Linked DNA regions of Mus musculus: all the other regions are linked to region 3. A link is a contact called in public ChIA-PET, HiChIP or PLAC-seq and promoter capture Hi-C data. All regions are on one chromosome and are shown on one strand. Each heading gives the region's core, a stretch centred on a gene start, on an enhancer-like site or on the middle of the called end of the contact. The rest is flanking DNA. Distances are from core to core; before and after follow the strand shown.

Region 1 (4,254 bases), core at 1,409-3,908, 390 kb after region 3:
GAAAGGCTGGAGTGACAAGGCTGCCCAGGTCCCAGCAAGTCTACAGGTCAACAAGAAGAGTCTGGTAGGAACTAGACCTGTCAAGTCCCAAGGATTGCTACCAGGGTGTCTGTGTGAGTTGGAGACAGTGGGGTGGGGGAGGGCACAGTTCCTGATACCCAGATGGTTAGGCAGCAGTGATAGATGAATGGGTACATTCACTTAGGCCCAGAACTTCCCCTGACAGTCAAATCAATCCTTTGAAGAAAATTAAGTAACCATTTCTCCATCAGTCCAGCAACAGCTTAAGGGATATTTGCTGCAAGTAGCAATCAATTACTCTGTCTTCTTTGAAGCTTCCAGCACAACAAGGGGCAGCCATGGAGCAAGTCACTGGCTCTGTGATGAAAAGGGTCTACAAACTTCTCTCTGTGAGTAAGGGGCAACGTGTGCTGCTCGTATTCCTTAGGTTGTAAAGGAGAGCAAGCTATTTGCTGAAGCACAGTCAACCAAGGGAAATTGAGCTTGGAGCTTGGCTTCAAGGTTTCTACAGCAACCCCCTGGGCTGCTGTTGCTGCTGCTTCAGCTGCCTCACTACTGCCTTGGGCCTCCTTTGCACTCACTCCTGTTCACTGCGGAACTGCTGGCCCATGTACTGTTATGAGAGCTCTGCTACTGGACACATCCCTGAATAAGCACAAACCTTGTATGCTCCTGGCCTACAGCCTGAAGGTTTGTGTTAGGCTCCATCATCTTCCAGCTGTGTTGATGAAACTGGGGTAGTCCAGTTACTTAGAGCTAGAGTATTTAAGGAGAAGTGTATGATGGTCTCAAACTTGCTTTGAAATAAGTTTTATAAAATTATTTCTGGTTTAGGATTTAGCTTAGTGACAGAGTGCTTGCCTAACATATGAATTGTATTTCCAGTAGGTCTCGGGGACTGAAGGTAGAGAAGTAGAAAGGTGATTAAAAAGAATGGAGTCAGTGGTGGCAGGTAGGTGGTACACGGGTGTTGTTCACTGTAGACTCTTTCAACTTGGATGCATGCTTGAACGATTTCCAAATGGCCCACTGGATTAAAGTTGACTTCCTAGATAATCTGCAAACAAGCCACAGCAGCATGTTTGACCCAAGGTGTTCAACACACAGTGCCTGTGCCATATGATCAGATTTATTTAGTTGAATGTGTGTATACACCAGTGCTGCTGCCTCTGGAGGCCGGAAGTGTTGGAGTCCCCTGGAGCTGGAGTCACAGGCAGCTGTGAGCTGCCAGGAGTGGGTGCTAGGAATGGAACTCAGGTTCTCTGGAAGAGCAGAACTCACTTTTAACCATGGAGCCATCGCCCTAGCCCTCTCACTTCTTTTTCTTTTCTTTTCTTTTTTTTTTTTTTTTTGTTTTGTTGTTTTGTTTTTTGAGGCAGGGTTTCTCTGTATCCCCCTGGCTGTCCTGGACCTCACTTTGTAGACCAGGCTGGCCTTGAACTCAGAAATCCACCTACCTGCCTCTGCCTCCTGAGTGCTGGGACTAAGGGCGTGCGCCACCATGCCCGGCTGCAGCCTATCACTTAGAAAATATTTTTCCTTGTGTGTGGCAGGTGTATGATTGTATGTATGAAGACATATCTGCGTGCACATGAAGCTGATGTCAAGCATCTTTCTCCACTACTCTTCACCTTTTGTATTATGGCAAGGTCTCTTGCTAAAACTAAGCTTCAGCTTGTCTAATGAGCCAGCTTGCTGGACAGCAGCAGGGATAACAGCTTTTATATGGAGGTGGGGACCCTAACACTGGTCCTAATGCTTTCATGGCAAGCACTTGAATTGATAAACCATCTCCATGGCCCTCCATCACTTCTATCATTTTTTCCCAATGCTGGCAATGGACTTTAGGCTGCATGTATGCTAGGCAAGTGCTCTACCAGTAAGGGCTTTTATGTCACTTTGACTGATGCTTATAAAATGCCCATATCACAAATACCCATTTGATGCCCTAGCAGGAGTAGTAGGGATACTACCTCTTAGTCCTTTAGGAACTTGGTATGACAAGTGTTTCAGGACCACCATGAACAATGAGTTAGTACGAAATCTGCAGGTACAAATAGGTATCTGTTGTTTGCTCCCTGGGCAGCTACCCTGGGATGGGTAACTGTAATACCCCAGGAACAATGATGTCAGGCAGCTTGTCCCGGTGTCCAGGTTTGGACTGGCTCAGCTGTACCTTCCTCCAGAGGTGGGTCTTCCTTTTTGTTTTTTGTTTTTTTTAATTTATTTTTTTATTTTTTTACTTAGCATGCCTTGTCTACTCAAATATGCAAACAAGTTTCTCAAAGTTCCTGAAAAACCCATCTGTGTTTATTTCCCCCAAGGAAAGTTGCCAGAGACTTTTTTCAAGAGGATAAAATGAGAACTTTACCCTTCTCATTCCCACATTTCCAGGAATGCAAGCAGGGCAGCATCCCCTATCCTACCAACTGCCCAGGTCTACAGAGCAGGGTGCTCTCGGAATCAATTGTCATTCCTTGTTTTTCCCATGAGTACAGCACCAATTTCACAGGGAGACAGCTTGCTGAAAATGCAATTACCAGAAACGAGGTCCAAGTAGAGCACGGTGTGTCCCCTTATCAGGAAGCATGCAGCCTGTCACCAGGGACACAGACTCATCCTCTCCTGCTGACCACACTTATCTCTGCTCTGCTCTCAGAATGGCATATTTGCATAGCACATTGCATAATTTCCTCTTTGAAAACAGCCCTAGCATGAGTAAATAAAGTTACCTAACTCTGTAGTGAAGAGAAGACTCCAGATTTCCAAGAAAAGATCTGAATGCCTGAGCTGTGCTGTCACGCTTGGTGGCCCAACAGCCTTTCACAGGGGCTTGGACCAGAGCCCCTCAGAAGCACCCTGAGATCTCAGTTCTGAGCCTTCCTGAGGATGTGGTCAGGCTCTATCCACTCTCCATTTTCTAGGTGAGGAAGGTGCTTCCCAGCTCTGGGTAACCTGTCTGAGCCTCAGATTCCTAAAGGGACACATGGGGATACATCTTCCTTTTGTCCTGTGTGGAAGATTCTTGAAGAAACTGTTTCCCATTTCCTCTTCTAAATGTACATAGGAAAAGGGTTTATGGAATGGAGAGACAGTCATAGGATCTGCCTGTTGGGTTGCAATGAGGTCTCAGGGAAGTATGGAAAGAGCTAGAACAGTGCCTGGCACAGAGGTAGGTGACAGTGAGCTTACCCAGCAAGAGCATGACGGTCTGGTAGGGACATTGAGGGGTCTGGGCCAGCAGCCCAGTGTGCTGCCTCTTAGGCTCTGTGGCTTCCATCAAGGTATGACCTTTCTAGGTGGGCTTTAGTTGGTTTCATTGTTTCTCAAATTAAGAGGTTTAGACTAAACCACATGCCTATCTTCTGATGGGAAAGAACGTCTAAATTTCATACCAGGGGACACATTTATGGCTGTTTGGCAGAAATTAGTTCTCAGACTGAATGCTTACCGGCATAGCAGGCTGATTTTTAATTAGCTTGTGGGAATCCAGTATACTTCAAACATTAACAGTAAAATATGGGAGACCTCTGGTGGAGATAGGCCACACCTTTGGACTTAAACAAAAGCTACAGACTTCACAAACCAAATTTCCTGCTTTGTATTTTCAATTTCTGGTATTCACAATGACTACCAATAAATTTCTGGCACCAGAGCAGCACTTTTAAAGTATGTGATATAGACTGGTATGGTTAATATAAACCCAACCTAATCAGCATTCCTCAGTACAATACTATACCCAGTCACATGACCTGTCAATCATTAAACCCTGCCTCCGACATAATCAATACTGACACACTCAACTATTTTTCCTTCTCTTAAAAATGAACTTGCTAGGCTGGAGAGGCAGCTCAGCAGTTAAGACTCCTCTTGCAGAGGACCCAGGTTCATTTCCCAGCACCCACATGGTGGCTAATAATTATCTGTAACTCCATTTCCAAGGGAGGCAGTACCCTCTTCTGACTTCCACAGCCAATGCACACACATGATGTGTAGACATATATTCAGGGGAAACACCTATACACATAAAATAAAGATAAATATACTTGAATTAAACAAGAAAGGAAACTTTATTAATTCATTTATTTCACTTTAGCTATTTGACAAACTTGTCTCTTAGCTGAATTGGGGACACTGACATGTAATCCCAATATTTAGGAGACTGAGGCAGGAGAACTGAAAGCTGGAGGCCATCCTGGGCTACCTAGCAAGACCATGTCTCATATATAACTA
Region 2 (4,444 bases), core at 1,104-3,603, 480 kb after region 3:
AATGATAAATACATTGAACCACACTAGAGTAACTCAAACATCTTGTTAAGAACTGCAAGCACCCAGAGAGGCCACTCTGGTAACAAAATCCAGAAAAGGCACAGCATACACATACCAGAAGTGATGAGTGTCTTGGGGGGGGGTCTATCCCTGTTGGACCAGGAACAGGGTCCTGGTCTTTAGTCCAAGATACCTTCAGCCTTGGTAGAGACTTCCTGTCTAGAGTCTCAATACAACAGGATTCCTTTTAGCTACCAAGCCCAACTTATGCCCAGGGTGAGTCCCTAAAGCTAATGCAATGCTGTCTTTCTTGACGTATGGGGCATGAGAACACTCCAGCATTTCCTTCAGCACTCAGATCCTCTTCTTACAGGATGTCCAGGAGCTGAGATTCCACAGTGGCTGCATAGAAAAGACTATTCTGAGACCCATTCTCTTGTGAGAATGCATGTGACTGAGTTAGTGATGGCCCTTGACTCTACAGGTCTGTTTGCTCCTTTTGGTATTCACAGCCCTCTCACTAAAACACGTGTGCCTTGGAGCTCCCATCCCAGCTGGAAGATAAACTCCTACCAAGGCATTCAGCAGGACACCCAAATCCCAGAGCAGCCCTGTGACAGAGCCAAGGGTCCCCGAGATGGTCTCTGACACTCTGAGCCAGCAAACACATGACCCAAAGAAGCCAGGCTCCTGTGGTCTCAGATGATGACTGTATACATCTTATCCTGGTAGGGTTTTCTGCTAAGCAGAGGAATGGCAGGAGCCATAAAGAGAAGTGTAAGTAACATACAGATGCACATGCACTCCCCAGAGAACCATTTGGGTACCTTCCCAACTGGCTCACCTGACACCTACAGATATAGTCAATGACTAATTCGGAGGGAAAAAGCTATTCTGTCTCTTAGCTGATATTCTGAACTCCCAGCCAGCCAGTCCTGGCACACATATGAGTGATAAAATATTTGCACCACCTAGAGGTGAAACCTGGTGGTTAAGTTGGAAAGCAGAGTGCAAGCTGAGGGTTTAGCTCACTGTCACCAATGGCAATGTCTACTCTAGTCTTAGCAGTCTCTGTCACTTGTTATTGCTGATGCTTCCTGCCCTCTTTATGCCCTTGCCTGCATCTGAAGTGCTTCCCCAAGCGCCTGCTGAATATAGTTCAGTTCCAACAACAGCGTGCCCACCCACGCACACTTATATAGGCCCCATATAGGGGATGAGGTTGTACAGCCTCACCTAACATTCCTGCACCAACTGGTGCTAGACCTAAGAACAAACACTACACATAGCAGAAGCCCTCCCTTCAAAGCCATGTTTGTTATTCTAGCTGTAGAAGCAATAAGACTGAGGCCTGGAGACGCAGACTAACTCAACCTGGGACACCTTGAGGCACTCACTGCTGCAGGTACCAGATGCAGAGTGTAACATGTGAACAGCACAAGAAACAGCATGCTGAGAGTCTTCACAACAAAGTCACAAGCACCTCATGACTGCTGTCCCTGGCCTTGCTGCCTCATTTATTCCAGCACTGAGTACCCTTGAACTCATGAGGGTAAAGCAGAAAGATGATAAACCTAAGACCAACTACCCCATGCGATACAGTAAGTTAAACATCAGCCTGGACTCCATTTCTGGTGTTACTCCGTCTTTCGGTAACCTAAAAAAACACCTACAGGTACCGAAGCACATCCCCAGTTCCAACCCATAATCACTTTGCAAACAATAGAAGAGGCTACCATATGAGTTGCCACTCTTGGGTATGTGTGGTAGTCCGAATGAGAATGCCCCCACTGTCTTATAGTTTTGAATGTTTAGTTCCCAGTTGAATGATTTAGGAAGAAATTAGCTGGTGTGGTCTTGCTGGAGGTGTGCACTGTGCTTCAAAGCCCACACCAGGCCTCCAACTTGTAGATAAGATGTAAGCTCTCAGCTCCTGCTCCAGCGTCATGCCTGCCTGCCTACCATATGATGGTAATGCACACAGGAATTTCAATTAGACATTTATCTGCCTATTCTGATCTGTGTTAAATTTAACCCTAAATTATAGCCCTTCAGTATAATTCTGTCTCTCCTCTGCTTCTCTCCAATTTTGGTTTGGGTTTGCAAGAGGTCTGCTGGTAAAAATGAAGCAATACCAGTAACTTATCTACAAATTACAGGAAGGAGAAAGTAGGGTAAAAAAGACCAAGAAGTTAAAACAAGTTTGATCAACCACATCCGAGCCAGGCAGGAAATAGTAGGAGACTGTTGTCACTCAGAGGGAAGGCAGGCAACTTGCACAGGACTACTGTTAAACAATTCACAACTGCCAGTTACCTTGGCAGCTAGTCTAGGATTTCCATCTACAGGCATCAGAAGGTGGGGCTTTGATCTAACACCTACAGAGAAACCAGCCTCTCAAGTGCCAGCTCCTTCTGTTCAGCCACTCATGCAACCAGTGGGTGTGTCTCCCACAGTGGAGGCTGGACCTCTGCCCCAAGAGGAGACCATGGGGAAAAAGGACAGACCTCCTGAGAGCCATCTGAGAGGTGGCCAGTTGCCATCTGCTCTGTGCTTTTGCTTAAGCTGCAAACCACAGCCTGTTTGTTGTGTCCTACTTGTGGTCAGGTACTGTAGTTCTGTAGGCATCCACATGGGATAAAACCAGGGACAATCTCTGTGTTATTTCTTACAGCTGCATGCAAATCTACAATTACCTCACTAAAAAATGTCCTTTAGAAGTCTGCAAGCTAGCAGATGAAGTAATAAAGAAAATGGGTAGACGTGAATGATTGCTGAATGCTTAGTCAGAATGGGACACTCACATCCTCCTCCTTCAAACTTCAAGGAACATCATGGAGAAGGTGGGAAATGTAAGAGCTAGAGGATGGAGTGGAGTGCTGTGGAAAACTGTGTCCCAAGCATGATGGGGCTGCTGCACTCTGAGCTCATAATTGCTGTGATGACGTGCATAAGACCTGACCTACCAATGTTGTGTCATGAAGTCAGGGAGCTCACGAGGCCGCACCCCTCCTGATGACATATTGTCTGTCAGTTAATGGTAGTTGGGAGGAGAGGTGCAGGCTCTGCTCTGTCTTCTGTGAGGACTTATTGGCAGTAATAGTTTCTGGGAAACAGAGAAACATTTTCTTTAGTTGTGTAGCTACTGGTAAGGTGCCCATGCTCTTGTGGGAAAACTCTGCTAATTAATGATGAAGTCCACCATGACTAGAGAGCCTCTGGGATCAGCAGAATATGGGAGACTCACTTCATTAGTGGATCTTCTCCTTTTCTAACCTTGTCTGGAAAATCCAAAACCCTCTCTCTGAGGAATGTTAGGTAGCCTTAGTTTGGTTACAGGTTTTGACAAAACCTGTTCAGCCAACACCTGAGATCCCTGAAATGCTTCCCCATGCTTAGGGTACCCTAAGCCCCCCAGCCAATCACCTCCGCCCATCCTGCATGTCCCTACCCTCAGCCCCCCTAACACTTTATAAGCCTTCAATCACCCTAAGTAATGTTGATCTGCCCCGAGGGTGGTTCCAGCGTAGTCACTCACTGTACGGACTCACAGGGCTTCCAGATCCCCAACCCCATCATCTCTGCTCCCTTTGCCCTGTGGATTGTATGGGCCGATGATCCTCGAGGGTGGGAGGACCCACATGCTCCTGTATAGAGCCCTACTGAAATTCCCTGGTCATTGGGAAAAATAAAAAAGGAAATGAAAGCAGCAGGGGAATTAGTGGGGAAAGGGAAGCAGATCATCAGGCGTGAGATGGGACAAGAGAGTGTAACGGGATTGAATATGATAAAATATTTCATATGCATGTACAAAAATGCCATAATGAATCTGTAATGTATAATCAGTATATGACAAGAAGAGACGCAAAATTAAAAAAGAAAGTGGGTATATACATATAATACATTATTCTGCCTTTACAATTTAAAGAAATTTGGCAATAGCAAAATGGGTAAACCTTGAGGACACCATTCTACATGTAGTAAACCAATAAAAGAAAAGAAATACCTTACATGATTCCACTTCGTTACATGAGATATCTAAAATCATCAAACTCATAGAAGCAGAGGGTGGGACAGTGCCTGCAGGGACAGGGAAGTAGGAACGGTTCAAGAGGAATACAGTTTCCGTTTTGGGGTGGCTCTGGATCACATGGAGAACATGATGAATGAGTTTAAGAGATCTGTGAGACACTGGCCTGCTGGCAACAATAATGCATTATGCATTTAAACACTTGATAAGAGGCTGGGAGATGGATCCATCAGAAACACGATTGCCGTGCATGCACAAGGACTTAAATTTGAGTCCCAAGTACTATATTAGAAACAGGCATCATGGTGTTTATCTGTATTCCCAGAGCTGGGAAAGCAGAGTAGAGGCAGAGAAAGACACTTCCTTAGAGGCCACTAATCAGCCAATTTAGCTGAAGCAGTGAATTCTAGGTTC
Region 3 (4,545 bases), core at 1,885-4,384:
CTTTCAAGACTCCCGATGCTACCTCTTCCCACACTGGCCAGCACCTACACCCCTACATGCACCATCTTTCCTAAGGCCCTCAGCTCTCTGCAGTTCTGGTTTACAGAGTAGTACCCTGGCTGTCATCTTCTGGCCTGTGCCCTCCCGAGAGACTAAGAAAAGGTCACTGCCCCTCAAGTTCACAGCTATGTTCTACTGCATACATACTCAATAAAGACTGACTGAGTATACCAAGGCCAGGCATGTGATGATGAGCTGAAAGAGAGCTGGCTCTCATGGGATCAACCAGAGGACCCTATTTTTGAGCCAGCTCCCTAAGTCCAGACTTCTCCCAGTTGCCTACTCACAGGTCCCCATGCCTGCTAGGAAGCAGCCATGGGGAATAGAGGATGTAACCCAAGTTCAGGGCAGGGCCAAGGCATGGCAGTAGAGGATGGCAGGTCTGACAGCTAACTGACAGCTAGCTCAGTGGTTCTCAACCTTCTTAATGCTGCGACCTTATAATACAGTTCCTCATGTTGCGGTCACCCCCAACCATAGCATTATTTTCCTTGCTACTTTGTAACTGTAGTTTTGCTACTGTTATGAATCACAATGTAAATATCTGTGTTCCGGGTGGTCTTAAGTAACCACATATGAAAGTTTTGTTCTACTCCCAAAGGGGTTGTAACCCATAGGTTGAAAACCAAGGTAATTCTTTATGCTTGGGGTAAGGTAGGTGGTAACAGGGAAGCAGAACCCAGAGGATGCTGGGATGCCCTGCATCTGGCTTGTACAACCCTCTGCATAACCACTGACCACCCCATTTCATTCACCAAGGCCCATGGGTCAGGCATAATTTAACCCAGCTGAGGGAAGTTCCAGGACCACCTCAAAGCTATGCCATTACATCCACCTTACTCCTCTCTACTTGCCTTGATCATCCCATTCTGCTTATGAGGAAACTGAGGCACAGGGTCAGACCACAGACCATCCCACGTACCCTGTTCGGGAGCAGCTGCAGTGACAACTTTTAGGTGAGCACTGGTCAATGTGGGTCTGGGCACACCACAGCCAGTTCAGTCTGCAATGCTGAGAATTGCTGGGCCTGGTTTCTCAAGGCCCAGACCAATGGGTAACTGGTCCTAGAACACACTGGTCTCAAAATGACATACAGTGTGGTGACCTCTGGGCAGAGGTCTCCTAAAATTCACACTCTCCTTTAGGTCTTCCTTGGAAAGGCGTCTGTTATCCCTACCTCTTCATGGGATCCCAAAGCTAACCTTTCACCCCACCCAGAAGGCAACAAGGCAGGCCAGGTTCTCACCACTCTTATCCACAGCAGGCTGTTCTTAATGTCTTGCCTTTTTCTCTGTAACTTCTTGTACCTCAGGGCACAAAGCCTGGCCTGGACCCATGTCACAAATAGCCTCTTCTCTGGGGACATCCTCTGCCTACTCATCACTTAACTGGGCACATCACCAGTGCTATTGTACTCAGCTGGGCACCACTCTGCCACTCCATCCAAAGCTTCCACCTCCCAGGGCCTCCAAGGCAGTGAGAAATACTGCCCTGCTTTCAGGGCCAACTAACATCCAGGGGCTTCCTGCACTGCTCCATCCTCCAGCAAGGCCACCTTCCAAGTGTCCTCTTCAGGGGACCCCAGACCAGAAGTATTTCCTGCTCAGGGTTCTGCTTGGTCAAACCCCAAAGGCACCATCACCGAGGGCTTCTGCCATCCAAGAGCTTAGATGGAGGACCAACAGCAACAGGAAAGAAAAGGGAACATCTATCATGGCTGTGCCCATTGTCCTCTCCCCTCCCCTTCCTCCTCCAGAAGAGAAATCTGCTCCAGATGCCACCCTACTCCCAGTTCTTATGCCAGGAAAGGAAACTAAGACTAAGAAGTTTGGGAACTGCCCGAGGTGAGCTGCAATCTCATAGTCCAAGCCTGAATTCTGCCCCCACTCGTCAGGGTCCCATCTGGCCATACAACTCTGGCGGTGATATAATAGTCGATGCTGAAAAGTTCCTTGATGCCACACTTTTGAGCTCCAACATCTCATGTGGATCTCTCCAAAACTTCTGCATCAAAACAATCCTAGAACCGAATGACTGCTCTTCCTACTTGACAAATAATCTGTAGCTTAGAGAAGTTAACTCGGTCCCCAAGGTCACACAGTTTAAAAAGTGGAGGTGCAGATACCCAGGAAGCCCCGATCCTAAATAACCGATTTCAAACCTGATTCTAAAACGTCATATGTCTGACCTGTCTTCTTTCTCCTGAAAGCTGAGCACAATGAGTCTGTGTTTGACCCCTCCTTAGGAGATAGTCTAGGTGACCTGGGTCGAGAGGACTGGACACTAATGACAAGCGTCCCAGCAGCTCCCGCGTGCTGAGCGCGGGCGGTGTGCAGGCGCGGTGCCAGGCGACGCCGCGTCTCTCCCACTCTATCGAAGGAGCAAGGCGAGGCGCTAGGGAAGTAGGGGCCTGTTCAGGGGGCGACAGCTGAGGAGGAAACGACAGCTGAAGACAAATCAAGTCCGCCTGACCCCAGTTTTTTTCCCTGGGGGGGGGGTCCCAGAGACCCATTCAAGCCCACGCCGCGCAATCACTGCCGACCCGACCTGGGACCAAACGCTGCGGCTCAGCCTCAGTCTCCCCACCAATGAAACGAGCGCCAGATTTTCCCTGGGCCCCCGTTCCCCTCGATCCCATCTTGACCACGCTGGGGCGCTGCCAGGAACCCCGTCAATGCGGAGTGAGTGTTCCGGGCAGCCCGGAGGATCCGCGCAGGACATAGAACCGTGGGTCACGGAGAGGGGCAGATGCCCAGCCAAGCAGCCTCCGCCCCCCGCTACCTCCTTTGTCCCAATCCCGCGGCGGAGGACAAAGAGCCCCCGCCCGCGCGCGGCATCTGCCGCGCCGACCCGCCAGCGCCGCACCCCGATCCATCCGGCGCGTCCCTTCCCCCTACCCGCCTGCTCTGCCCATCCCTGCTGACCATGTCGCGGCCCGCAGTCCTGTGCAATTAGCCAGCAGCAGCCCCGCCGCCCCGGCTCCGCCTGCGCGCCAGCCGGGTCGGCCGCGGAGCCCTCGCCAGACGCCAGAGCCCGATCAGCAGGGGGCGAGGTGCTTGGGCTCCGCCCTGATTGGGGGCGGGGCGCTCTGGTGCGACCAACTGGAGATCGCGCTGGGACGGCGGGGCGGAGCGGAGCGGGCTGGGTGGAGTCACGTGCGCTCTGGGCCCGGAGGCGCACAATGGGCAGAGGGAGTGTAAGCAAGGGGGTGGGTAGTGTTTCTCAGCTGGCGGCTCCCGGAGCTGGGGCAGAGAAGGCGGGAGGCCAGGCTTCCTTGAGCGCTTATTGGGTGCCGGCAGTACTGGGCCTGCGCCTGGCGTCCTCTTTCTTCGAGGGTCAACCCAACGACAGAGGGGAAACTGAGGCGCACAGCGGTAAGAGTGTGATACACCGCCCGGAGATTACAGGCAGAGACGAATGATTTTCTTTCCTTTTCTCATCTTTTCTTTTCTCTTCTTTTCTTCCTTCCTTTTTTCCCCTTCAATTCCATCATTATCCTTTCATCTATCCACCCTTCTGCACTGATCATGTATCTTGCTGCGCCCTTGAGCCACTAGCCAGACAAACCAGGTCCTGTCCTCAGGGATGCGGACTCAATAACCTCTTAGTTAAGCCTTCACCAAGTGCCGTACTCTGTTCAGTCCACTCAACAACATCAAAAGAACGCCAAATAAAAACATACCGACCCATTTGACATGAGGAACTCAACACTCCAGAAGACTTAAAATACTCTGATGTGCTGTCCTGGAGGCAGGATTTGAAGCTAGACACAACTGGCTAGGAACACAAAGGTGCTAATTGGTGTACTGACTGCCCCCCAAAAAGAGTCTGAGAGAGGATGGGACACTCCGTGATGGCCACCAGGAACTCCACAAAGAGTTTGAAGACCTCTGAGGCCCAAGGTACTTGGGAAGCCAGGAAGAAATAACTTGGTTGGGGCAGATAAGACTGGGATATCCCCCTGGGAGCTGGGAAGCTAGGGACTGCTAACTTTCTTAAGGTCCTGCACACAAGCTGAAGTGTGGGAACTCCCTCACTTCACCTCAGCAGAGTGATTCCCCTCCATACCTCTCATCCTTTGGCCCATGTCATTTCTTTTATCTTAAACGTTCTTCCACACCATCTTTCAGATCTCAGCTTCACACCCTTGCTCTCTTTCCCAGTCAATGGACTTTCATGTCCATTGGGAAATCGTGTTTTCTAAGGGCATCTCATTAGCTTTCAGTCTCCGTTTCAGGACTAAGACTGAATCGTTCACTGGTGAGCCTACAGAACAGTCAGTACACAGTAGGCTCTTTATAAGATATAATGAATGAATAGTAAGATGGCAAGGCTGTCTCTGCTGCTGAAGGACTGGGCTGAGGAAGTAAGCTGGCTTTGGTGTAGAGAGGCAGAAGGAAGCAGGGCTCTGGGCCAGCTGCCGTAGAGCCTAGAGCCTGATGGCTCTGAACAGCTCCTGTTCACAGACCTGCCCATCGCTGTGCG
Region 4 (4,520 bases), core at 221-2,720, 260 kb after region 3:
TTAGTCTGTATGGTATGTGTACACACGGGTGTGTAGGCCAGACATTTGAGGTCTTCCCTAGTCACGCCTCACCTTAGTTTTTGAAACAGGGTTCTCTGAACCTGGAGCTCACAGATTAGGCCAGCAAACCCCATCCCCCTTCTCTCTACTTTCCCCATACTGGTACCACTACTCCTGGCTTTTTATGTAGGTTCTGGGATTAAACGTGGGTCCTCATACTAGGACTAAGTTTTATTGCCACAGCCCCATAGTGTGAATTAGATGAATCAGAGAGAGGCCAAGACCTGTACCCAGCAGACACTACAGAGCCTGGACAGGAAGGAAGCACCCTGTACAGTCACAGTCCTCTACCTCCTGTTCATATATGCTGGCCCACTTTGTTGCTTTTGGTCCTTACATGAAGCTAGCAAAGTTCCTGCTGCTGATCCTGGTGGATGTGGAGATGGAGGCTCAGACAAGCTTGGCTGTCTGCTTCTACCTGATAGCTTCCTTTCCTTTCTCTGTGAGCTCTGGCCCAGCTTGGGGTCTGCAGCTGAGGACTTAGTCGGTCCTTGCCTTGGAGAGACTTGTGTTCATCACGAGGCTCATTCACATCTCTAGGTCCTGGTAACTGTAGCCCATCTTCTCAAAGTCCAATGCAGGTATCTCTGCCAGCCTCAACTGGTTCAGCTAACATCAGCATCTCCAGGGCTTGGAGCTGAGGCTGTCAGTCAGACACCTTTTTGAACCAGAAAGGACTAGGTTTGGAGTCCCCTCTTTGGACTGGAGATGGTGACACCAACCCTAAACATTTTTTCTGAAAGGTAGAGGTGAGGAAGACAAGCCTGCACTGCTTCTCTTCACAGTGAATGCCCGTGTCTGGGCCTGGAGACCTGTGCTCACACGTGCTCCAGAAAGGTCTCCTCACAAGTGCTTGGAAAGTGCCAGCTCTAAATGGGTCCCAGAGAGATTTCAGCTCTCATCGAAACACTGTTTTAACTGCAAGCTAGTACCCACACACATTGTGACCTGCAGGACAAAGGCTGTTTTGTGTTTGTTTCCCTTCCTGTAACCCAACCTGAATAGCAATAAATAGGAGACGCAGAGTACATTCACCCCAGCTTTCTTCTCTTTTCAGATGAGACTGTCGGGCAGGGCTTGGCTTGCTTTCTTCTACTTTAATTCAGAAACAATCGTTTCATTTGTATTTCTGTATTCTTGTTCTGAAATTCTGTATACCAGTACCACGACATGGGCACTCTACTGCTAGACTTCAAGACAAGGGCTTTACTGCCCCTTTGCAGATGGAGAAACTGAGGCCCTGGCTCAGACCGAGTCCCCACTGTAGGTTGTTGCTTTGGGCAGGGGGCGGGGAGGGGTTGTGGATACTGCCTGGTGGTTCCCCCAGCTCTGCCACTGTCCTGGCTTCCCCCAGGCGCTGCAGCTGTCCTAGGGTGCAGAACACTGTGCACACGTGCTGATAGCTTACCGTGAACTGCTGCCTTCTTCACTTAGAGCAGCCAGCTGTGGCAACCAACCACAGAGCAAGTGCAAATGAGCCACAGTTGGCCACTTAAGTTTCTCTTTCCTGTCAGATGGGTGACTTATGGGACCTGTAGGTGTGCAGGGCCACAGAAGGGACCTGGCTGGCTTGTCCTTGAGAAACACACACAAGAATACCTATGAGCTATTTGACTATTTCACCAGTCACAGAAAGATCCCTGGTAATGAGTTCCAGAAGGTTCCTTCATGGCCATTCTAAATCTCCCCAGCACACTATTTAGCCAAAGACTCTGCCTTCTTAAAATGTTACCTTTTCCTGGTTTGCTTGTTTTTGTTTTGTTTTTGGAACAGTCTCATTATGTTGCCAAGGCTAGCCTGAAACGATCAAACTTCGTGTTCCCAATTGCACTGAACTTCCTTTGTCTTAACTTTATCGCACTAATATTTTTTGTGTGCTTATGTGCATGAGCATCCGTGAACGGCAGTGAGAGTGAGAAGATCAGAGAACAACTTGTGAGAGTCAGTCTTCTTCCATTCGTGGGTCCTGGAGATTACACTCAGTCATCGAGCTTGGTGGTACGAGCCATCTCTCCAGGTGCACGACCATCTGTCTGAGCATGTATGCGTCTACATGCATGTGTGTGGATACATGATATGTGTGAACATGTGAAGGGCTGAGGTTGTTCAGTAACACTCCACTTTTTTGATGCATGGTCTCTCCTTTAATTCAGTTTGGCAATCCCATCTAGTCTAACTTGCCAGATTGCCCCAGATATCCCCATCACTGCCTCCTGAGTGCCCACACCTGCCTAGTTTACCTGGGTTCTGAAGGTCCAGGTTCTGGTCCTCATACTTACAAAGCAAGCACCTTATTCACTGAGCCATTCCCCTGGCCCTTTGCTTTGTTAGGATCTCATTGTATAGCCTAGGCTGCCCTTGAATTTGTGACAATTCTCCTGCCTCAGTCTTTTTTTTGTTTGTTTGTTTGTTTTGTTTTTGTTTTTTTTTTTCAAGACAGGGTTTCTCTGTGTAGCCCTGGCTGTCCTGGAACTCACTCTGTAGACCAGGCTGGCCTCAAACTCAGAAATTCGCCTGCCTCTACCTCCCGAGTGCTGGGATTAAAGGCATGCACCACCACCGCCCAGCCCTGCCTCAGTCTTCAGTGTTGGGATTATAGGCAATAGCAACTATGCCTGATTTTTTTTTTTGTTGTTTTTTGTTTTTGTTTTGTTTTTGGGGACAGGGTCTCACTTGTAGCCCCAGCTGGCCTTGAACTTGAACTCACAAAGACCTTCCTGTCTCTGCCTTCTGAGTTCTGGGACTGAAAGTATATGTGCCACCCACACTTCTGGCTTGATCTTTTCTTGCTCTCAAACTGTGTGTCCTCAAACACCCCCAGAAAGAGCAAATGTTTCTACCATAAAGAAATAAGGGCTGGGGAGATGGCTCAGTCAGTACAGCACTTACCTTGCGAGCATGAGGCCCCATGTGTGACCTAGGCACACAGGGGTGGTGACATGTACTTGCAATGGAGGCAGAAGCAGGAAGAGCCCTGGGACCCACTGGCTAGTCAGCCTAGCCTACACTGAGAGTTCTAGGATAGCAAGAGATTCCCCCCATAGCAAGGGAGATGGTGCCCAAGGAACAATACTCAATGTCCGTATCTGACTTTGCAGGGACTTATGAATGCAAACACACACACACAGACACACACACACACACACACACACACACACACATCCGTCCTGTGTGTGTGTGAGGGAAGTAGATAGTCTTACTGTGACTTATGCATTATAGTGTGAACATGTGCGGGAACATCGCATACTCTTTCTTAATATGTACTGGCTTTAGGTGCTAAAAGGCAAATTTAAAAGTCTGGTGTAAGCCGGGCGGGGTGGCGCACGCCTTTAATCCCAGCACTTGGGAGGCAGAGGCAGACGGATTTCTGAGTTCGAGGCCAGCCTGGTCTACAGAGTGAGTTCTAGGACAGCCAGAGCTACACAGAGACACCCTGTCTCGAAAAACCAAAAAAAAAAAAAAAAAGTCTGGTGTAATGCTTGTAATCCCAGCAATGGGGAAGTGGAGGCAGGAAAATCAGGAGTTCAAGGTCATCTTCAGCTACTTAGCCACACAGCCAATTCAAAGCCCTCTTCCTCCCACTGGATGGTTGGGTGCTGTGCACAGGCTGCAGATCCTGGATAGGTGGCTCCTGACCTGACCTGAGTAATTACATTACTCATAAAAGGAATGCAAAGCGACAGTGGAAGGGGACTCCTGTGCCTCGAAAACCATGGAGGCCATCTCCTCCTTCTCCTCCTCTTCCTCCTCCCCCTCTTCTACGGCTTCATATATGCCACTTCTCTTTCCTCTCCCTTTCCCTCTCCCTCTGTCCCCTCTCTCTCAGGAAACAGAGCCAGTGTGTGTGACACATAGGACATAGTGCCAGGCTAAGACACCAACACCCCAAATACTTCTCACTTGGAGACACTCAGTGTTCAAGAACCCAGATGGTGATAGTGCTGCTGAGAACACACAAGTCATCCTGGGAAGGCGAAAGTGAAAGAGTGGGGATTCATCAATACTCATGGGGGAAAAGGAGAGGGAAGAAAGAGACAAGAACAGGAGAAAGGAGGCTCTGTAGAGAGCCATTGCCAGCAGTGTGAGCCCTGGGCTCCTGCCCCAGGCTGGAGAAAAAGTTTTCCTTAAGTGTCTCAGCTCCAAGGAAGAAAGTAGGGGTGGATGCATGCCAAGAGTCTTTATTTAAACCACAGTGGGTAGGTGGCTAAGTGGGTGGCTTGGTGGTCTGCCCCTGTCACTCAGCATTTGGAGGCCCACAAAGTCTCAGTACTATGGTCACTGGTCTCCTGGGCTTGGGCAGAAGAGCATCATGATAGGGCATGTGAAATTCTATACCCACGGTCAGACAGAAAGCTAAGTGGGTGAGTGTTTCAGTTAGGGTTTTATTGCTGTGAACAGACACCATGACCAAGGCAGCTCTTTTTATTATTTTTAAAGATTTATTTATTTTATGTATGTGA
Region 5 (4,725 bases), core at 2,057-4,556, 430 kb after region 3:
TTCACAGCAGGGCCTTCTTACAATACAGATTGGTTCCATTGCTCCTACAGTGCCAGGACCTCCTCCATGGGATTCCTCCCATTCTCTCCATGGGGGTGGGGATAACAGTGAGTCTCAGGGTCTGTCATCCCTTTGGTAATAAACCTGAGTCACTAAAGAATGTGTGAGCAGCTTGAGTGGCACTCACTCACGCTAGCTCAGAAGCCAGTGTTCTAGGGGCAGCTGAGGACTGACTGTAGTTGCAGGTGTGTTGCCTTAGTGTTTCTGGAGAATGGCAAGCATTGTCCAGCAGAACGCATAAACACTGGAGTAAAAGAAGCAAACCCCAGGAAGCTTCCTGTAGGGTGGGATGAGGGAACACACTTCCTGTGGGGTGGGATGAGGGGAGGGGACACACTTCCTGTGGGGTGGGATGAGGGAGAGGACACACTTTTGGCTTATGGGTCCTGTGTGAGGCCAGCTGCTGGGTATTTCAACTCAGAGGTCTCCACTGCAGAGATGACAAACAGCCAGACTCAGATTAAAAGTAACCCGCCCAAGGGCACACAGTTAGGAAGCAATAAAGGCAAACACTTCAGGGGCTTGGGAGCCCCAACTTTTTCAAATCATAAACAACCTGTAGAGTTAACATTTCCAAGCTGAAAGGGGCACCATGGAGGAGCACTCTGGGAGGGGACTCCGCACTAGATAGAGGAGACGTTGAAAACCTGTGCAGTGCTCCACTGTGACTGATGGTGTGAAGAGGGAAGTACCATGCCCTCCTAGGCATGGCTGGGGCTGTGTGGGTCAGTAAGGTGGAGGCACAGTCACCACAACCCACACGTGAAAAGGAGGTATGACCTTGAAAGTGATCCATGGATGCTTCAGGGGGGCAGTGACAAAGATGAGGTAAGGGCTCGGCTGCCAGAGCCCTGGAGATGGGTATGGAAGCCAGGGAGCCACTTAGCCATGCTGTCTGCTCTTCTCTTTCTGACACTTTAAACACTTATGTTCATTATAAATGTCCCCATCACTTCATGCTTTGGTGAGTTATGTCCATGAAAAAGATCACTTGTCATCTATTTATTGAGTGCTACTTGGGGACTGAGAGACAAACAAAATAGAGAGCTGTCATCTCTAGTCTGTCCTCTGCTCCAGGGAGAGGCAGGGACGGCAGGGACTGCACCTGAGCTTATTGCTCTAGAGAAGCAGCACAGAGGATCACTCTCCATGGAGGCCCAGCTGACACGAGCAGGCTGGACAGACTTAGGGACACTACTCAGCCTCTCTGACTCCTGTTTTCCCTCAGCTGGATAAAGAAGACAATAGCAACAGTTCCCAAGGGAGAAAAAAAGAAAAAAAAAAAGCTTTTCTTCTTCTTCCTTCCTTCCTTTCTCCCTCCCCTCCCCTCCCCTTCCTTCTTTCTTCTTCTCCTTCTTCTTCTTCAGTATAGAATAGAGTTTATTCAGGGAATGGGAGGGGAGTTAAGAGGGTAGTAGAGGCAGAGAGAGGGAGAGAGAAGAGAAGTAGAGGACAGCCATGGCTATGAGCACGTGGGGAGGGGCAGGGAAGGGAATGGGGAAGGGGAGAGCAAGAGAGCAAGAAGAGAGCAAGAGAGAAAAAGAGCAATTCTAATGTTGACGATTCTACAAAGCAGATTGGTGAGGGAGTCTTGGTTATAGAGAGCTGGCATATTGCAGGCTTGGAGCCAAACTCTGTCCTCTATCTGTAGCTTCCTTGATAGCAGTTCCTTGCCCCCCTCTGTCTGAGCACGAATCCTGTGACTGTTGGGTGAAGCTTTTTGGAATGTGGTAATCTGACTGTCATAGACAGCATCTGAGACCTACAATAGAGACCTCCTTCACTTTTGTTATAACCTGTCACCTCATGTTCCTATTGATGGATTTGAAGTGTCTAGATTTATGATTCTATTTTGTTCTGTGACTTCATGAAACAAGTTCCTTAACAAAACATGTGTAGGGTAATCTGAGTACCAGACATGGTCACTTAGATTTGGCTCTAAAATAAACTATCTTACTTTCTTTAAGATGAGACTGTGTTGCGTGTCACACTCAATATATACAATATGCCTTCACCTTCGCAAGCAGTCAGTTCTCAATAAAGGATCCCTGTGTTTAATGATATGCAGGTGACTCTGACCACCTCACAGACACAATGCCACCATCTAATGCAGCAGTGGAACAACACTAAGTGAGGCCTGTCCCACCTCGGCTGGCAAGAGCTCATCTCCTAAGGACCAGCTGAAGACTCATGTCAGTCGCAGGGCCCAGGGTCCATCCCTTTCGTATTTCTGGAGAATGCTAAACATTGTTCAGGATAAACCATAATCACTAGAGTAAAACTGTGACCACACTCTATTTTCCTGTATCCTTTTATGAAATGACAATTCATAAGTACTTCTGAATTAAAACAAATAACACCCCTCCCCCCAGGACAGATACTCCCCATATTGCCCAGGCTAGTTTTGACTTCCTGGGTTTAAATCTTCCTGCCTCAGTGTCCTAAATAGCTAGGATGAGGTGCACACGGCTATGCCCAGCCACAGTGCTTTGTTTAAAAAATAAATTCTGTCTTGGATTAAAAATCAAAATGTCTGCTGGGCAGTGGTGGCACATGCCTTTAATCCCAGCACTTGGGAGGCAGAGGCAGGTGGATTTCTGAGTTTGAGGCCAGCCTGGTGTACAGAGTGAGTTCCAGGACAGCCAGGGCTACACAGAGAAACCCTGTCTTAAAAAACAAACAAACAAACAAAAACAAACAAAAAACCCCAGGGAGCAAGAGAGGGGAGAAGTGGACATATGTACTTTTTCACATTGGCACAGCATGAGGCCTGCTGCTGAGTATTTTATATCTGCTTGGGGCAACTCAAGAGGTATGGGCCCCACTGCACAGCTGACAAACAGCCAGGCTCAGAATGTAGTAACCCGTCCAAGGGCACACGGTGAGGAAGCAATAAAGGCAGACACTTCAGGGGCTTGGGATGAATATACCCTGATGTTGATGTGATGGTGGCAATCACATTTACCTCACTAGCAATCTTTGCCACTTGACCAGAAAGCCCCAAATGAGACAGAGCCCTCTGCAAATTTTGTGGGCATGAAGGTATGTGCCAGCCTCTGTATGCTCTTATGTGCCAGCCTCTGTATGTTCTGGCTTTGTACTTACTGTCATGCTCCTGTACTCATCTTCAAACATGTCCAAGAAAATCTCTTCTCCCTGCAAAGATAGGAAGGGAGTAGGGAGAAGCTTCTTCTACTCCATAAACACAGCATTACAAAGACTGTGCTTGTGCTTGGCTTTGGAGGCCGCCTGCTTTTCATTACAAGTTCTTGTAAATTCCAGAAACTAAAACACATATGGGAATGTGAGCACACATGTACAGATGAAAGGCTAAATATCAAATTGTGCTGCTCAGCAGCCTCCTCCTGTTGAAAGCTGGCGTTTCGTCAGTCATATCAGATAATTAGAGCACAACAACAACAAAAGAAGGTAATACATAATATAGAATTAAAACATAGACAAGGTTAATATTTCAGGTGCTTAACATCACTTACTTCTCCAGAGAGGTTGGGAAAGTGGGAAATGCTATTAAGTCACCATGTTAAACATGTGAGGCTCGTGCCTGGGTGGGGAGGCACAACCGCTAGTACTAGCACTAAGTTTATATGGATAGCCCCACTTGTTTTTGAGGAAAGTCTTGCATTTGGTTGATAAGGACAATGACTGCATAGGACTCCACCTTGGGCAAAATCCAGCACCACCTGATTCACTGTAAGAATGGGATGGCAAAAGGTGTTGTGTGCCTGAAAAGAATAGGCTGGAGCCCATGTCTATCAGGCCACTCAGTGTGAAGGCAAAATAATGCACAGAAAATGCACAGTCTCAGAGCCTGCCTCTTAGGGCTTGGGAGAAGTCAGTGCTGCCTCTGTCCTACATCATGAACTGAGTAAGAAGCACCCTGTCTCCCTGGGCTGGGAGTAAAATGCAAACGCAGTTTTCCTTCTGTTCCAGACCGGCCGAGGGGCAGCTTCTGGGAAATGGCTACTCTGTGCTTTTCTGTGTTTACAACATCAGCGCATTCAAGAGGCAGACAGATTTCTAGAAGTTCTATGGGGAAGAGAGAGGTCCAAAGAGCACTGGGCAGCCCCAGGGTTTCTTTTTTCTTCTGGGCGGACTAGAAGGGGCATGCTTTTGCTTAAAGTTCAAGTGCAGTTCTCTGAAGGGTACATGGGATTTCCTCCCCACGGAGTGGTGGCCCACAGTGCTGCCCCTTTGTCTGGGCATGTCTACAACTGCAGCTGGATCAGGTTATCTGGTCCTGGCAAGGTAGAGTTTTAGATTACAGGATTGGGCTTAGCTCAATTAAAACCAACAATGGTGGCAGGCCTAGTGCAAAGCACCAGCAGTGTAAGCAAGGGCAGTGGGACAGAGGGGCTGTGCCGCCACCTCCCAGCCCAGCAGGAACCGTGTGAGCCTTGTTCAGGGGAACCAGGACCAGGAGGACCTGCAGAGATCACTAGGATGACTCCAGCACGGCTGGACTTCTGAGCCACTCATCCACCATGTGAAGTAGTAGGGTGAGAGAGTGGTCTCAGCAGACCCCACGTCTGCCTTCATCTACTCACCAACTTATCTAGGAAAAGTGGCATTCTCTCTCTCTCTTTTTTTTTTTTTTCCCTCGAGACAGGGTTTCTCTGTGTAGCCCTGGCTGTCCTGGAACTCACT

The links. Promoter capture Hi-C pulls out the DNA fragments that hold promoters and counts their contacts. ChIA-PET counts read pairs in DNA pulled down with a chosen protein or histone mark. HiChIP or PLAC-seq counts read pairs in DNA pulled down with a chosen protein or histone mark.
Region 1: a FOXA1 HiChIP or PLAC-seq map of pancreatic cancer cells shows a contact between it and region 3. The contact joins the enhancer-like site here to the promoter of Snn in region 3. A contact is called at or near these places in 2 of 39 promoter capture datasets (liver and pre-B cells) and 3 of 115 datasets of contacts at active chromatin or transcription factors (the SCID.adh cell line, memory CD8 T cells and pancreatic cancer cells).
Region 2: an H3K4me3 HiChIP or PLAC-seq map of the SCID.adh cell line shows a contact between it and region 3, with 12 read pairs. The contact joins the enhancer-like site here to the promoter of Snn in region 3. A contact is called at or near these places in 6 of 39 promoter capture datasets (the 3T3-L1 cell line, cranial neural crest, liver and 2 more), 2 of 484 Hi-C or Micro-C datasets (CD4 T cells and bone marrow-derived macrophages), 10 of 115 datasets of contacts at active chromatin or transcription factors (the SCID.adh cell line, T-cell acute lymphoblastic leukemia, bone marrow-derived macrophages and 6 more) and 2 of 9 other capture datasets (liver and macrophages).
Region 4: a contact with region 3 is called in an RNA polymerase II ChIA-PET map of memory CD8 T cells, with 23 read pairs. The contact joins the enhancer-like site here to the promoter of Snn in region 3. A contact is called at or near these places in 17 of 39 promoter capture datasets (the 3T3-L1 cell line, 3T3-L1-derived adipocytes, the SN4741 cell line and 11 more), 3 of 115 datasets of contacts at active chromatin or transcription factors (embryonic stem cells, memory CD8 T cells and pancreatic cancer cells) and 3 of 9 other capture datasets (adipose tissue, liver and pancreatic islet).
Region 5: a promoter capture Hi-C map of cranial neural crest shows a contact between it and region 3. The contact joins the enhancer-like site here to the promoter of Snn in region 3. A contact is called at or near these places in 5 of 39 promoter capture datasets (cranial neural crest, hippocampal neurons, liver and 2 more), 1 of 15 datasets of contacts at CTCF or cohesin (the NIH/3T3 cell line), 3 of 115 datasets of contacts at active chromatin or transcription factors (the SCID.adh cell line, memory CD8 T cells and pancreatic cancer cells) and 1 of 9 other capture datasets (adipose tissue).

Annotation. Positions count from the first base shown.
Region 1 is chr16:10,675,310-10,679,563 of GRCm38.p6, reverse strand. The region is part of intron 18 of Clec16a (C-type lectin domain family 16, member A); the gene reads right to left. It overlaps Gm15558 (a long non-coding RNA gene), which reads left to right. Exons shown (of 5, transcript XR_384655.3): 3 at 907-973. Among named protein-coding and RNA genes, the nearest start is that of Gm15558, 6.2 kb to the left of the region's middle. Within about 2 kb of position 2,658, at least 60 of the 459 cell types and tissues checked have an H3K27ac peak or open chromatin away from gene starts, as enhancers often do. A contact at or near this core is called in the SCID.adh cell line, liver and pancreatic cancer cells, where this site is marked.
Region 2 is chr16:10,583,285-10,587,728 of GRCm38.p6, reverse strand. All of the region lies in intron 9 of Clec16a (C-type lectin domain family 16, member A), which reads right to left. Among named protein-coding and RNA genes, the nearest start is that of Clec16a, 40 kb to the right of the region's middle. Within about 2 kb of position 2,353, at least 64 of the 459 cell types and tissues checked have an H3K27ac peak or open chromatin away from gene starts, as enhancers often do. A contact at or near this core is called in the SCID.adh cell line, T-cell acute lymphoblastic leukemia, double positive thymocytes and 2 more, where this site is marked.
Region 3 is chr16:11,064,887-11,069,431 of GRCm38.p6, reverse strand. Snn (stannin) reads right to left here and starts at 3,134. Exons shown (of 2, transcript NM_009223.3): 1 at 2,985-3,134. Gm9861 (a long non-coding RNA gene) reads left to right here and starts at 3,164. Exons shown (of 2, transcript XR_003951968.1): 1 at 3,164-3,434.
Region 4 is chr16:10,803,276-10,807,795 of GRCm38.p6, reverse strand. No RefSeq gene overlaps it. Among named protein-coding and RNA genes, the nearest start is that of Prm1, 8.7 kb to the right of the region's middle. Within about 2 kb of position 1,470, at least 42 of the 459 cell types and tissues checked have an H3K27ac peak or open chromatin away from gene starts, as enhancers often do. A contact at or near this core is called in memory CD8 T cells and trophoblast stem cells, where this site is marked.
Region 5 is chr16:10,633,737-10,638,461 of GRCm38.p6, reverse strand. It overlaps Clec16a (C-type lectin domain family 16, member A), which reads right to left. Exons shown (of 23, transcript NM_001204229.1): 16 at 3,166-3,216. Among named protein-coding and RNA genes, the nearest start is that of Gm52264, 22 kb to the left of the region's middle. Within about 2 kb of position 3,306, at least 18 of the 459 cell types and tissues checked have an H3K27ac peak or open chromatin away from gene starts, as enhancers often do.